Linked DNA regions of Bicyclus anynana: region 2 is linked to region 1. The links are chromatin contacts, called in public Hi-C maps. All regions are on one chromosome and are shown on one strand. The core of a region is the stretch at or near the end of the contact, and the rest is flanking DNA. Distances in the headings are between cores, read along the strand shown. Region 1 overlaps LOC112056919 (probable nuclear hormone receptor HR3). Region 2 overlaps LOC112056919 (probable nuclear hormone receptor HR3).

Region 1 (6,980 bases), core at 4,200-6,699:
GACTTAGATAAGCTTGCTAATTCATCCGCATGGTTTTTGCTATTTATCTGATTTCGATTAAGTCCTACGTCGATAAAATACAGCCTATATCAACATTATCAGGAAGGAAAGGAGATGTGGTGCGTAGCCCACCACGCTGCTTCAATGCAGGTTGGTGGGCTTAGGTTGATAATGACTCTTAACGATCGCTATCAAATGTTTTTGATAATGACCGGAGCCGATAGCTGGAATCTGGAAAGTACGGGATTGTAACACCATCAATTATTCTATCAACGATATTCTATATATATTACATAGTCAGAGCAAACCACCATATAAAATCCATAATTAGTTAAAATAATTAGCTAGGATACAATTAATGGTCTAAGGGATACAAAGCATTTATTTTAACAAAAAAATCGGTACAGTTCTATCATAATAGGCTAGTTGACACTTTTTTAAATGGTCTTTAATAGTTCATTATCGTTCTACTAGACTGAAAAATATTTATTCAAATTTTTTTGAGTCTTGAAACTTTTAGTCAATTTGACAATACGAGCCAAAACGCCTGTCGATGTCGGCCATGATGGTCTATATTTCAACTGTTACATGACGTCACTATAACAAATCCCTTACAAGCGTTTGACAATATTAGTTTATGACGTTTACTACATCAAGTAACATTGTGACGTCACAAAAATGGACGACAGCTTTTTGACTTTTGAAAATTTTGAAAAATACATGATTTTTAATTATATTTAAATTTTATATTTAATCATTTAAGTATTTTTGTTTTATAAGAAATCCTTAACTTTTATTAATTAATATCATTATATAGTAGGTATCCTTATTGCATTTACTATGCGATATTTTTTTTTTTAATTGAGAAACAATACAATATGGAACTTAAGCAAACTTATCCTAATGAGAAATTAATATTATTTATATTAAATTTGATATGAGTCATCAACTCTATATGTAATAGGCTGTGTGCAGTTAGATCTTTATTCTCTAAAAAAAGAAAAAAAGTCATATTCCCTGCCACATTCCATTTTCGAATTCAAACGCTGTTCGAAGTTCGAAACATGCCTCAGTGTCCAGCGGTATAGGAAAAGCGATAGTTTTGCGATACGGCCCTCAGTACCGTTGCCACGTCCCTTTCTTCGTGACGTAGCGTACGGTACTCTGATAGTGCTGCCCGTTGCGATATCGATATGTGATAGGAATATATAATTTGTATCGATATAAGGCGTAGATTGACACAGTTCTGTATTCTCAGAGGATCTTGTGGCCTAGTGGAGACAACCAGTACCATATTGTTATATTTTTCCCTTAACTGTGGCGCTAACATGGGACCAACGAGATAATCTCGAAATATAGAAAAAAAGACCAATATCGGAGCACCCGGAAATACCGCTATCTCTTTCATTGCCTTGATACGAAAGAGATGGAACTGGACAACTCCGACTTTGGACGAAATTTTTTCTGTATTCTTCTCTCCACTGTTCACATCCTAGCATCACTTGACTAAATTGCATATTTTGAATATGTTATTTTATTACCTACACCTTTAGCTCATTTTGAATTATAATACACTAGCCAACGCCCGGCAGGTTTCAGCCGCGTATAGTTCCCGTTCGAGAATACGGAGATATAATATAGCCTATGACACTTACAAATAACATAGCTTTGTAGTGGTAAAAGAATTTTCAAAGTCCAGAGATTACCCCTGCAAGACCACAAATTTTATCTCTTTATAATATTAGTATAGATAGGTCTGTTTACGTATAAAAAAGGCTTTAAAAGATAGAGAAATAGAGAATTCCAGGCAAACGTACCCTCTTAGACCACATCTACATTTACCATCAAATAAGATAGTTAAACGTCTATCTGACAAAAAAATTATTGACCTTGACTTAAAACATTATCGCTATGTCATCACACGGTTGAGAAATTCCATAACAGAGTAAAAAAAACAAAACAAACAAATGAAAACGTCGATACGGAATGCGACACACGTCCCTACGATACGACATGACGTCGATAACGGTGCAGCCTCACCCACATACTGTGTAACTGTACGCGCCGTTACGCGAACGAGATCCGTGGGATTGGAAAAAAGGCATATGACAGGTGCGGCTGTATGTCGAAACGCCGTTGCCTTGTCTATGGATAAAAACAAAGTCATTGCGAATCGGCGCGAAAACTTCATGACTTTATAATCATTGCTTTGTCGATGAATTAAAAAAAATGCCTTGTCTATGAATTTAAAAAACGTCATTGCGAATCAGCGCATTTTTAATGAACTTTATGATTATAAAAATTTATTGTTTGTGTATAATTAAATAAATAAAAATATCCCTAACCGCACGTTGATATTTATTAATTTTATTTATCAATTTACATATTATGGTTTTTATTTTAGTAACATATCGTATTTACCTACTTATTTAGTTTAATGTTCTAATAAAAAAAAAAAGTCCTTGCCATGTAACAAACCAAACCGATATAACTATTTCTTTTTCTACTTCTGGGGCCTTAAGATAAGTTGTCTGATCAGACTATACATTCAAAAACCTATATCATTTACTAAACGTCTTATACCCATAACGTAAAATGTTTGTTGATAGCATGGACCTTCACCAAGATTTTTCATCTTGTTGAAAAGAGAAGTTCAAGATCATTTTGTGATCCTGAACTTCTCTTTTCCTAACAGCTTTTGATGTTATTTTCAGATCTGAAGCACAGGTTAGCAACTGAATTAATAAATTAATTAACAATGCCGCGCTACCTTTAAACTACATACTACTTTCATAGCCTTATATAAAAAAAAATATCAAAATCGGACTACTCAGTAAAAACTTACAAATGTCCATACATCAAAAAATATATACACGTCGAATTTTTTACCTTTTCTTACAATATCTCGTTGTCAAACTACTGAAGCACCATAATGGCGCCGAGTATTGATGTACGTGAAAAACTCAGACCAATTACCATAGGACCTGCCTCACAAGACGTTACCCCTCTGACAAAAGTATAATTATGATCACGATCTAACGTGCTTATAAAAACTGCGCCTATAGAATCGATGTTTCACAGTGTTAAAATTACACGTGTGTGTATTACGATTTAAATTTTTCTAGTAGCGTGCATTTCATTAATGGATAATGAATTTTCTATTTTATACAATTACTTTGTACTTATAAGATGCCTACCATAGGTAAAAACTATGGTCCTACCCTGGTTTGAAAGAAAGAACCTTGGTTCTACAATGGTTTGAGAGTCGAAAAGGGTGCCATAAGAAATCCGCGATAGGGATTGGTTGGTTTAGACACAGAACTAGAAAGTACCATGGTTAGGTCCTCTATCTTATAATAATATCACTTACTAGTTTTTGAAATTTAAAATCTCTGTTATTAATTCTTAAGCTGTTAAGTATTTTTTCTTAATTCATCAAAACGAGAAACAACTTTCTCGCAATTACTTACAACGGCTGTAAGTATAAATAGCTGTAAAACATAATATTCTTCAAACTTAACGGAATAAAGTGCGTGCTTAAAAAATAAAGCTCGTGTCTCTGGTGCAAACCGGTTGAGGTGAACGAACTCTTTTGACGATACCTACGTGCTTTTAAATTAAAAAAAATACTAGTTAGATATTTTTATTTGTATATTATTTTTTAAGAACAGATATTCTTGATAGTGAATTTTTTTATAAATCAGAGACTCGATTTTTTTGAAAAAAGAACACTTTTAAAACATTTATTTTTGACTATTAGTTCTGACTATCATATTAAAAATATTGGCTAATAATTCTTACTCTAATATTAGCTAATGTATTTTTAAATTAAAATTTCATCTAATACGAAATAATTCATTGAGAATTTGGAATTTTTGCAGTCAAAATGCAAAATATTTAAACTATACCTTGAATATATCTTGCCTTAACGCTAAATCACTTCTTCGCCCGTAACTAGAAACAGCCTTTACGTAAAACAAACCTGAGCAAAAATTAGCAATACCTAAATTAAGTCAAAAAAATTTAACCTTTGACCCAGTTGCTAAGCGACATATACGCACATGTGCACCACGAAGGTCATCAAATGAAAAAGGAGGTCACCAAAACAAAACATACTTTCGTCCTTAACAGCCTAGGTTATGGGCCTGACCTAGCCTAGCCCACAAGTCTAGATCCTAGCTAACGGTAAATCTACAAACTAAACTCGCATACAAATCATGACCTATTTACGAGCGAAAGAAAAAAAATACAGTTCTCTTTTTAAATTCGCGACGTGTTACTGTCATCGTCGATTCGGGCAATACCGTAATGTGACAGAGCTTGAATATTATTGCGTAATGGAGCAGATTAGGCGCCTTTACTCTGTCCGACATACCTAAGACATAAAATGCAATATCTAAATCTGTTTAAAGGATTTTTTGAGACATATCTCACTGGAAGTAGGTACTACAATCGTGTTTACTTGTTTGTCAATTGCTGTAATATATCCTAAGTAGTACTTAGCTGATTTATTTTGCTACTATCCGCGAAAAATCCTCTACGCACGTTTGAGGTGGAACATCCTTAAGGAGATGTTGAACTTGCGATATTACTACTACGTTGGTGTGAAAAGATCTTCGCATGGGAACTATAGTTGGATTTATTGATTTTTCGAGAACTTTAGCCAAATAAATCAATTATTCACTAAGTCACTAGTTTTCCTCAATATGTTTTATTAAATGCAAGCTTATAAAAAAGTCGTATTATAGTGGTAATGATTATATAAACGACAAAATATTCGTAGCTTGCTTGTATTGTTAAATGGTAAACTAAAAAAGGAAAAACCTGGCTGAGATTGTTGTGGGCTCTTCTCGGACCGAGGTGCGTTTGGAACCGTCGTAACTTTAAATTTAAGTTTTTGACTGATTATTATTATCTTAAAATATTTTTATCTGACGTTTCAAAAATACTTGTAAACTAAGCCTAATTAAATGAATATTGACTACTGACTTTATATAATGAGCTTCCACAAAATAGCACCTGCGTCTATTTTTCCTGATGACATAGCTGACAATATATAACAGCTACACATTAAGTCGATGGACGCAGAACACCGTACTGAATGACAGGTCCCTAGTTAGGTAGTCTTATAAATAATTATTTTATAGGACTAACCTAACCTAACTATTGGCCTGTTTTACAATAATTGCCTCATATTTAGAATACAATTAAGATCATGTCAATAATTTGTCTAATTTGTCAACCATTACTGTAAAGAAACGTAACTATGTAAATTAAATCCGATCGACTATTCATCAGTGTCGTCAGTCGTGTCGTGTCCGTCAGTAGTAAACGACTAAACGTGGATTGTTGAGTTCAATGAACGCAATTCGGCTATCTCCCGTTGGTCGGCGAACGTGCTGGCGGCGGTTTTACTTTTAAATCTGCAATGTAGTACCGCTATCAGACAATAGATGGTGCTGGCTGTCTCATTCGATTCTTGAAAAACCAGTTGTGTAATCAAATGGCTTATACATATGTATTCTGTGGTAATGGCCCCTTTTTTTCCATGAATGTCTTTGGTGGGATGTTATTGATTTTTTAAAAAGTTTTAATATTTAATCATCATTAAACATTACACTACATTGATATGCCTTTTTCCATAATGGAGAGGGTATATAAATTATGATGCTTAGACCCACCACGTGGATGCAATACTGGTTAACGAGATTAGTTAAGTTAGCCCCAGACTACAATCTAACCTGATGGTAAGTGATGATGCAATCTAAGATGGGAGCGGGCTAACTTGTTAGGAGGATGAAAATCCCCACTCCTTTCGGTTTCTACACGGCACGGTATGTCTTTGCCGGTAAGGTAGTAACCAGCCACGGCCGAAGCCTTCCATCAGCCAGAGCTGGACCAATTAAGAAAACCTCAATCGGCCCAGTCGGAGATCGAACCCAGGACCTCCGTCTTGTAATTCCACCGCACATAATACTGCGCTACGGAGGCCGTCAAAAATGATGACTAAATTGTGCCAAATTATGACTCTTTAACGATCAGGATCAGATGTTAATAAAATCGATACCGATAATTTGATTGAGGCAATGGGGGTGTACTTCTACTCTAGGCTGAATATTTTTCCTGTAAACTTCTTGGAAGAAAGAAAATCTCTGTACTTCACAGGTCTTCGTGATTTTATATTTTAGATCGATTAAATATCTGTCATTAACAAGTTATGTTTATGGTAATTGTTACATAGACTATCGTTAAAATGTATTGAGGTTAAAAGGGGGTGAAAACTTACACACACTCTTACTTATATTATAAACGCGAAAGTTTATGTGTTAATGTGTATGTAAGTGTATGTATATGTTTGTTATTGTTACTTATTCATGTCGCAACTAATAAACCGATTTGGCTGAAATTTGGAACAGAAATAGAATATACCAAGGATTAATAGATATCCTAGTGTTTACGGTATTTGTGAAAAACTGAATATACGCGAGCGGAGTCGCAAGCGTCCCCTAGTCACACTAATATTGTAAAGGCGAAAGTTTATGTGTATTTTTGTTCCTCCTAATGACTACTGAAGCGACTTAGCTGAAATTTGAAATGGAAATAGAATTCACTCTGCACATAGGCGTACTTTCATCTCGGAAAAATCCATGGTTCCCGCGGGATTTGTGAAAACTGGATTCCACGCGGACGAAGTCGCGGGCGTCCCTTAATTATATACAGAATGGTCAGGAGTATTTCCCATAATTTCAAGGTGTTGAGGAATCCACTTTTAGGAGCCGAACTGCATAAGTAATATTTTTTTTACTAAAAAATAAAAACTTTTATGTTTTCATACAAAGTAGGTAATTCAAATAATTCCGACCATTCATATAACACACGCCTTTATCAATCCTCACATTTTAAAATACGTAAAACTTGACTACGTCATTATTATAAGGATGCGTATAAGGGACACGTTTTAAGATCTATTTACAAAAGAA
Region 2 (7,318 bases), core at 3,827-6,326, 68 kb after region 1:
ATAAATATGGCCGTAGATTTTTAAAAAAAAATTAAAAAAAAATACTTTTTATTCACTTACACTTTATAGATAAAATGACGCGAATGCAAACAAAAAAAAAACATAGATAGAAGGGGACGGTATCTCGGTTTTCCTATAAAAGATAAGTGCAACACATAATATTATCTCTTAAAACACATAACATAAGCGCCATTTTGCTTTAATGACGTACAATATCTATAGAACACACTGTTTAAATTGATTTCGAAATGTAGTATGGAGGCAAGTACTTAGAATGTCACAACTTCTGTGAACGTTACGTAGTTTATATTTAACTTGTAGACGACACGCAGTTTTACCCGCGTGGTTCCCGTTGCCCGTAGGAATACGGGTATAAAATATAGCCTATGTCATTCACAAATAACGTGGCTTACTAGTGGTAAATTAATTTTCAAATCGGTCCAGAGATAACTCTCTAGAAAACCTACAAACTTCAGCTCTCAATAATGTTATCCTAACCTTAAAATGTTAAAAAACCGCTTGTCATACAAAGATGAAATTTGGCAGGGAGGTAGTTTAAAGTTAGTGGATATCCGCTAAGAACGGATTTTTCGATAGGGTCGTATTAAAGAGGCCTAAAGGCTCTCGCAAGTTTCTATGAAAGTCTTCAATTTCTTATGCTACAAACTTCAAATTTGGCAGGGAGGTGTTCTATAATTGGTAGACGTCTGTTGCAAACGATTTTTGCGACAGGGCCGGATTAGAGTAGTTTACATGCTTTCGCAAGTTTGTATGATAGTCCTTAATTTATAAATACTGCCAGAATAATTGTAAAGATAATGCGATTCAAGTATTTTTAATGTGTAAATAAGTATAGGTATGTATAATATTATGGGGTTATATAGGTAAATAAAGTTTACACCGATTATTACGCGGACGAGGTCGCGGGCGTCCGCTAGTTATGCATAATCAGAAACAAAAAATAATTTTGTGAAAATCAATGATAATAATTATTGTAGAGCTATTCTAATTGCTGTCAAATAGTACAAATACATTTGATATTTATTACATTGCGGAAAGCGCAGTGTTGGTCGAACCCCCACTAGGTGGATCAAAGACATCAAGCGGGTTGCAGGGAGCCGCTGGATGTTGGAGGCTCGACCGTTTTGTTTGGAAGTCCATGCAAGAGGCCTATGTCCATCAGACGTCCATCGGCTGATAATGATTATGATGATGATTTCATTTCATGATCAGCCAGAGCCATACGTCATTTTCGTTCATACTTAAATCGCTTCCGTATTTTTTTTTTAAACTAGCTTCATGTCGCTGGATGATTGTTATTGTTAGAAAAATATTAAAAAATATTTCACGTCACAAAAATCATGAAGAATATGACATTTTACGAGTACATTAAAATCTCTTGAAAACGTTTAAGAATAGCAATTCAACAATCCGAAAACACAATGCAATAGTGTTGTACGGGTTACCGAAAAATGGACGATATCAAGTTGCGAGGGGAAACTGGATAGTAATCTGTCCCTTTCCAGCATGTAACAATATAATGGGCGCGACAGAGAAGGAGATAGTTTATTGTAAATATCATAAAAGATGGCCTATTTTCGCCACGTGTTGTGAAAAGTCTAGTAATTTCCTTTAGGCTTGGGGACTGTTTAATGAAAGAGGGTAGTATTTTTTTTATTATTTTGCAATTCCACGGCTCGGTTATTGTGAACTAGCTTTGACCGGTTGCTTTACGCGCTTAATCACTCCGCGAAAGTCTTTTGTTCAGGATTTAATGCTTGGATATAGCAAAATGGCGGACTGGAATTTATTTATTTCTCACGCTATAATTTCGCTACTGTAATTTCGTGATAGCCCAGTGGATATGACCTCTACCTCCGATTCCGAAGGATGTGGGTTTGAATCCGGTCTAAGGCATGCACCTCCAAATTTACAATTGTGTACATTTAAAAAAATTAAATACCTATCACGTGTCTCAAACGGCGAAGGAAAACGTCGTGAGGAAACCTGCATACCAGAGAAATTTCTTAATTCTCTGCGTGTGTGAAGTCTGCCAATGGGCAAGTGTGGTGGACTATTGGCCTAATCCCTCTCAATCTGAGAAGAGACTCGAGCTCAGCAGTGAGCCGAATATGGGTTGATAACGAAGACTTTCAAGCATTCACTTGTAATGAGCATTGAACTGGGGGAACGTTCTTTAAAGAAACTTCACACATACATAAGCGTTTTGTCTGTAATCTTACCAGTACATCCAAAGCAAATCGGACTTAGACTTAGATTTTATTTATCCCTGTGCTAACAAAACAAGCAATAAATAAATATTTAGCGAATGTCCCAGAGATTTAGCGAACAGAAAGTCATTTTCAAAATAATAATATTTTTATTCATTTAAGTGCTCAGACCAATTATAGAAGGACCTGTATCGCACTCATAGTCACGAACAAAATTGTCTGTCATTTTCTGAGGAAAACGAGCTTAGATTTAGTATATATCTTATACTAAACTAGAAGTTTTTGCCCGTTTTTTACACCATTCAATTACACAGAAAGGTATTTTTACGGAGCTCTTTAACCGACGAACACTATTACAACTATTTCACATCGATACTATAAAGACAGTTTTTATAATCGCATTAGATCGTTGATCATATACTTTGACAGAAAAGTAACGTCAAGCGAGGCAGGTCCTATACAATAATTGGTCTGAGTTTAAGTGCTAATTTTCAGCGCCATCTAGTATCGATAAGTAGCAACTGAGCCAAAAAGTTTATATAGGTCACAAGATGTTCTACATTTTGGGCTAGTAGGTCTCTATTGGCCCTAATCTGACCCCAGCGGCCTTGCGGGCCAAGTTCACCGTTATTTGGAGGTCGGGCCGATTTCGCGGACTATGACCTAGATTGTTTTTGCGTGCATTCGCAATGTTATTGTTTAATTGGTTCACCTTATTCGTTCATTTTATAAACATTTAATATTTAAACTGCCCCAGTGATCGAGTGGTTATGTAGATTCAGTCCTAGGTTCGAATCCATCATCATCATCATCATTATATCAGCGATGAACGTCCACTACAGGATATGGGCATTTTGATGTGTCTTCCAATCACCACGATCCTTAGCCGCCTGCGTCCAATGACTCTGCGTTTCAATTGATGTCATCAGTCCATCTGCAGTGGCGTGCATAAGGTTGTCGATCGGGGTATGCACTAGTAATAAAAATTAACCAAACTGGGTAAATTTGTCATCATCATCTTCATCATATCAGCCGATGGACTGCAGGACATGGGCCTTTTGTAGGGACTTCCAAACATAACGATACTGAGCAACCTGCATCCAGCGAATCCCTGCAACTCGCTTGATGTCGTCAGTCCACCGGGTGGGCATAGATCGGCCCTTCGCCCGATGTGTAACTCTGAGCTTTCTTATGACGTATGAAGTCTCGAATCTATCATACTAAGCTTTTCGTTTTTGTTTTTTTTTTCATTTCAGTACAATTTCTCATCGCAGAGTTAACAACTTGGTTGTCTTTAAAGGCCTATGCCTCGTAGAGCACGATAGGCCATTGGTTCCGATCATTATCATTACATTTGATAGTGATACTTGTCATTTAACTGGCTTAGATGAAGTCATAATGAAGTCATAAAAAACCCAATTTATAAAACCAAATTGACAAACGTTTCACAATTTTAAATTTCGTATACAAATCACGTTTTGTACAGTCGGCAACAGATATTAACATCTATGTTTCCTGAGATGATCTCTTGAACGATAGTTATAGTTACAAGAGGTCTGGTCCTATAAAACTATACCACTTACCAGCGGCGAAGAGTCCAACAAGCCGATTCCCACCGGGTTACCGTTTCCGTACAAATCCATAGGTACATATTCATTACTGTAATGATTATGAGGTATATATTTGAAACCGTATTACGCGGTATGAATTTCCTTTTCATTGGGTTACCTATGATAAAATTCCAGCCTTCGCCACTGCCACTACATTTATTACTGTAGCACTTGTATTAAAATGTACTACTCAGTTTCGTTGAATAAATTACTGATAATGACAAGGATCAAGGGTTACCATAATATAAGAGTAAACTATTAACAACCCACCTCGGTGCTGAGAATTTTTACTGAAAAATTCTAGAAATAATGAAAAGCTTGTACGTGACACCTGACATAGCTCGTAGTCGCGAAGCTGAAGTGACAATAAGCAGGTTACACAATTCAAAGAGCCCGTTGACGTTGTGGTCTCAAGGTGCTGGAATGTCACCGTAGAGGGAAAAGCAGTGTTAGGTTATTCGACCCCCCCACAAGGTGGACCAAGGAAGCCTCAATAGCTCAACGGTAAGAGCGGTCAGACTCATCACCGAGGGGTGGTGCTTCGATCCCCACCCCGTTGGTCTATTTTGTCTTTGCCAACTAGTTGGAGGGGAATGGGAATATTGGTCATATTATAAAAAAATGGCAAACTTCTTTGGCCCATTTTTTAGTCTTGCTTCTTATTAGATGTCCAGTCCATTTCCATTTTACTTTTCTAATTTGGTTTTTAATAACTATAATCTTAGTTTGTTTTCTAATTTTTGTTAATCGAACTTTATCTTTTAATTTTATGTTAAGTATACTCCTTTCCATTCTGTATTAACCACAGATATAAGAGCTAACTAGATTTATAAAGTGTCAATTCTTTGTATTGAAACCAGCGAATCCAGGGTCGTGGCCTAAATGGCTGTTTAATATTTAGTGAAAAATCAAATATGTCACCCTTACTTTAGAGAAATGGTGGTTAATATTTAGTGAAACATGTCACCCTTACTTTAGAGTTGAATATTATTTATTTCTTTAGTCACAGAACAAAACAAGACTGCTAATACATGTGCGGACACGCTTGCGATGTTCCGCACACCCGGGTGTACGCGGGCCACGCCCTTTGCTACTTCTATTGCTAAAAGCGTCAGCTTTTAGCGTTGTCTGTTCTGTGGTATTCACAAACTTCGCTAGCTACACTACTAGCTACTAAATGATACATGACTTGGCTGGTTTAGCAGATATAAATACGTGTCACTGTACAACGCACCGCCATTGCTGTGTGTCGTGTATTGCGCAAGGAGCCGCCACATGTTACACAGGCGCGCTTTCACACACCACTGTAACAACACTGTTACATTGTTGCTATTATCTGTCTTATAAATCTATATTTAAAAAAAAAACTTGTAGTAGTTGAGCTGGAAATATTACCGCCTTTACACACAGAACTTAAATCACTTTTAACCTGTTTCTTGTATATTTTTTATCATCATTTTTGAATGATTTTAGTCAGTTTTAGCCTAATTTTTAAACCCATGACCGCCTTGATTGTTTTATGTCTCAAATCAGAATAGGGATTATGCATGTGATTCGAATTAAGGACTCGTATTATTTTTATTTCATATTGGTATATGTATTAATATTCAAAATAATATTTTTTTTATTCACTCAGTTTATATAATAACAGATTTTGATTGTTAAAAAGTGTGTAAATTCTCCGTAAAAATCCATCCATCCGATAGAAGATTACATCGACTCTTCCTATTCACACTATGTGGCCCGCCCATTGCCACTTCAGCATCGCGACTAGTTAAACTATGTCGTAGACTCTGCCGATTTCCTCATGATAAAATAAGTTTTGAATAAAAATAATAATTAATAATTCTAAAACAACCCTCTCGGACAAATCAACGCGCCTTTATTAATATTTTAATCTTAATCCTTTAACACTTTCGCTGCGGCATTGATTTTTCTGTACTTTCCTCTGGTGTGGTACGAGGTCCATCGACCTCGTAATTCTTGAACACGCTAGACGTACAAGGTCAATTGACCTCGTACCGCAACGAACATGTTAAAAGAATACCTATTTCATAAATCAAAGAAAATATATAAAAAACCGTACTTATGATAATACGGTGTGATAGGCGCCCCAGAATATAAAAACCACAGCTTAAAGACGGAATTTACAAAGATATGAAGAGTCCTTTATACATATTCGAGAGTCCTCGACCTTGAGAGCCCGTAGGGCGCTTACAAAGGAGGATTGAAATGAAACGTCGCTTAATGCTTCCCTTTACATGTTGTTCTATAAATATTATAAGACTGTAGAAACAGAAATCTAGTAGAATAATCTATACTAATATTTTAAAAGAGGTAAAATTTATATATCTCCAGAACTGATTTTGAAAATTCTTTTACCATTATAAAGCCACGTTATTTGTGAATGTCATAAGCTATATATTACATCTTCGTGTTCTCACGGGAAAGGGAACTACTCGTAAAGCCGCGGTGCGTCGGCTAGTATCAAATAGTGTTGAAAGATCTTTTATATTACATTTAAAAGAAAATGTAATATAAAAGATAAATTTTGAAATCCTATTTCGCACCGTTCGTTAGTCGGTTTTTAGACGTTTGGTTAGTCTGCGAGTAGTGAAAAATTCGCATTAAAATCTGTTTAGAAGTAGTAGTATTCTAATTTAATAGGATTTTTTTAAGTTTATTTCAATGTGCATTTTGTAAGAAAAAAGAATTACTTCTTTAATTCTTTAATATGAAAATTTAAGCAATAATAAAAAAAAACAAATTACATAACATTATAAGAAATATATATTTCATTTATTATTAATTACGTTTTACAATATTGCTTTGACTGATAAACGTTACGAAGTTTTTTTTTAACTAACACACGACAGGAATCAGCGCCATCTAGCGGCAAGTAGCTGTATCAATGCAAAATGAAAACATAATCAGTAAATAAAATTCCTAAACACATATTTTTTACATTAATAAGAATTTAGGAATACTTGAACAAAATAAATAAAAATTAAATACTATTTAAATAGACGCAGACTAACAATATTTCACATTGAAAAGTTGTTTGAAATAAATTAAAACAGCAAGCCATTTTTGTTCTACAGAATACCTATTTCGCACAAAAAATTCCTATGCACTTCAGAGTAAAATTGTTAATTATTTGAAAATGAATTTTATTTAGTGCTGCAACTTGCTAACAGATGTCGCGCGGCGAGTCTTCTACCGCATTATGTCATTTAGAAAAAAAAAATTGTTTCAGCCTAGGTAATCGGTCACTGACTTGTAATGTTTTTCCTACATTATCCGATAAATGTATGTATCTGCAAATTATCTTTAATCGTCTGGATGTATATTTTTATGATATTTCCTGTCTGGGGCAATCACATGTCAGACTAGTACAATAGATAATATTGACATGATTGGATATTATTTTAAAATAACACGTTTATGTTTACAATAAAGGTTGCCTGTGTATCGGGG

The links. A called contact is a pair of places that touch in the nucleus more often than the background predicts.
Region 2: a Hi-C map of whole body shows a contact between it and region 1, with 6 times the contacts expected there. The contact joins two enhancer-like sites. A contact is called at or near these places in 2 of 2 Hi-C or Micro-C datasets (whole body and whole larva).

What each region holds. Positions count from the first base shown.
Region 1 is chr18:11,136,157-11,143,136 of ilBicAnyn1.1, forward strand. All of the region lies in intron 1 of LOC112056919 (probable nuclear hormone receptor HR3), which reads left to right. Among protein-coding and RNA genes, the nearest start is that of LOC112056919, 11 kb to the left of the region's middle. Within about 2 kb of position 5,450, at least 8 of the 8 cell types and tissues checked have open chromatin away from gene starts, as enhancers often do.
Region 2 is chr18:11,204,710-11,212,027 of ilBicAnyn1.1, forward strand. The region is part of intron 1 of LOC112056919 (probable nuclear hormone receptor HR3); the gene reads left to right. Among protein-coding and RNA genes, the nearest start is that of LOC112056919, 80 kb to the left of the region's middle. Within about 2 kb of position 5,077, at least 5 of the 8 cell types and tissues checked have open chromatin away from gene starts, as enhancers often do.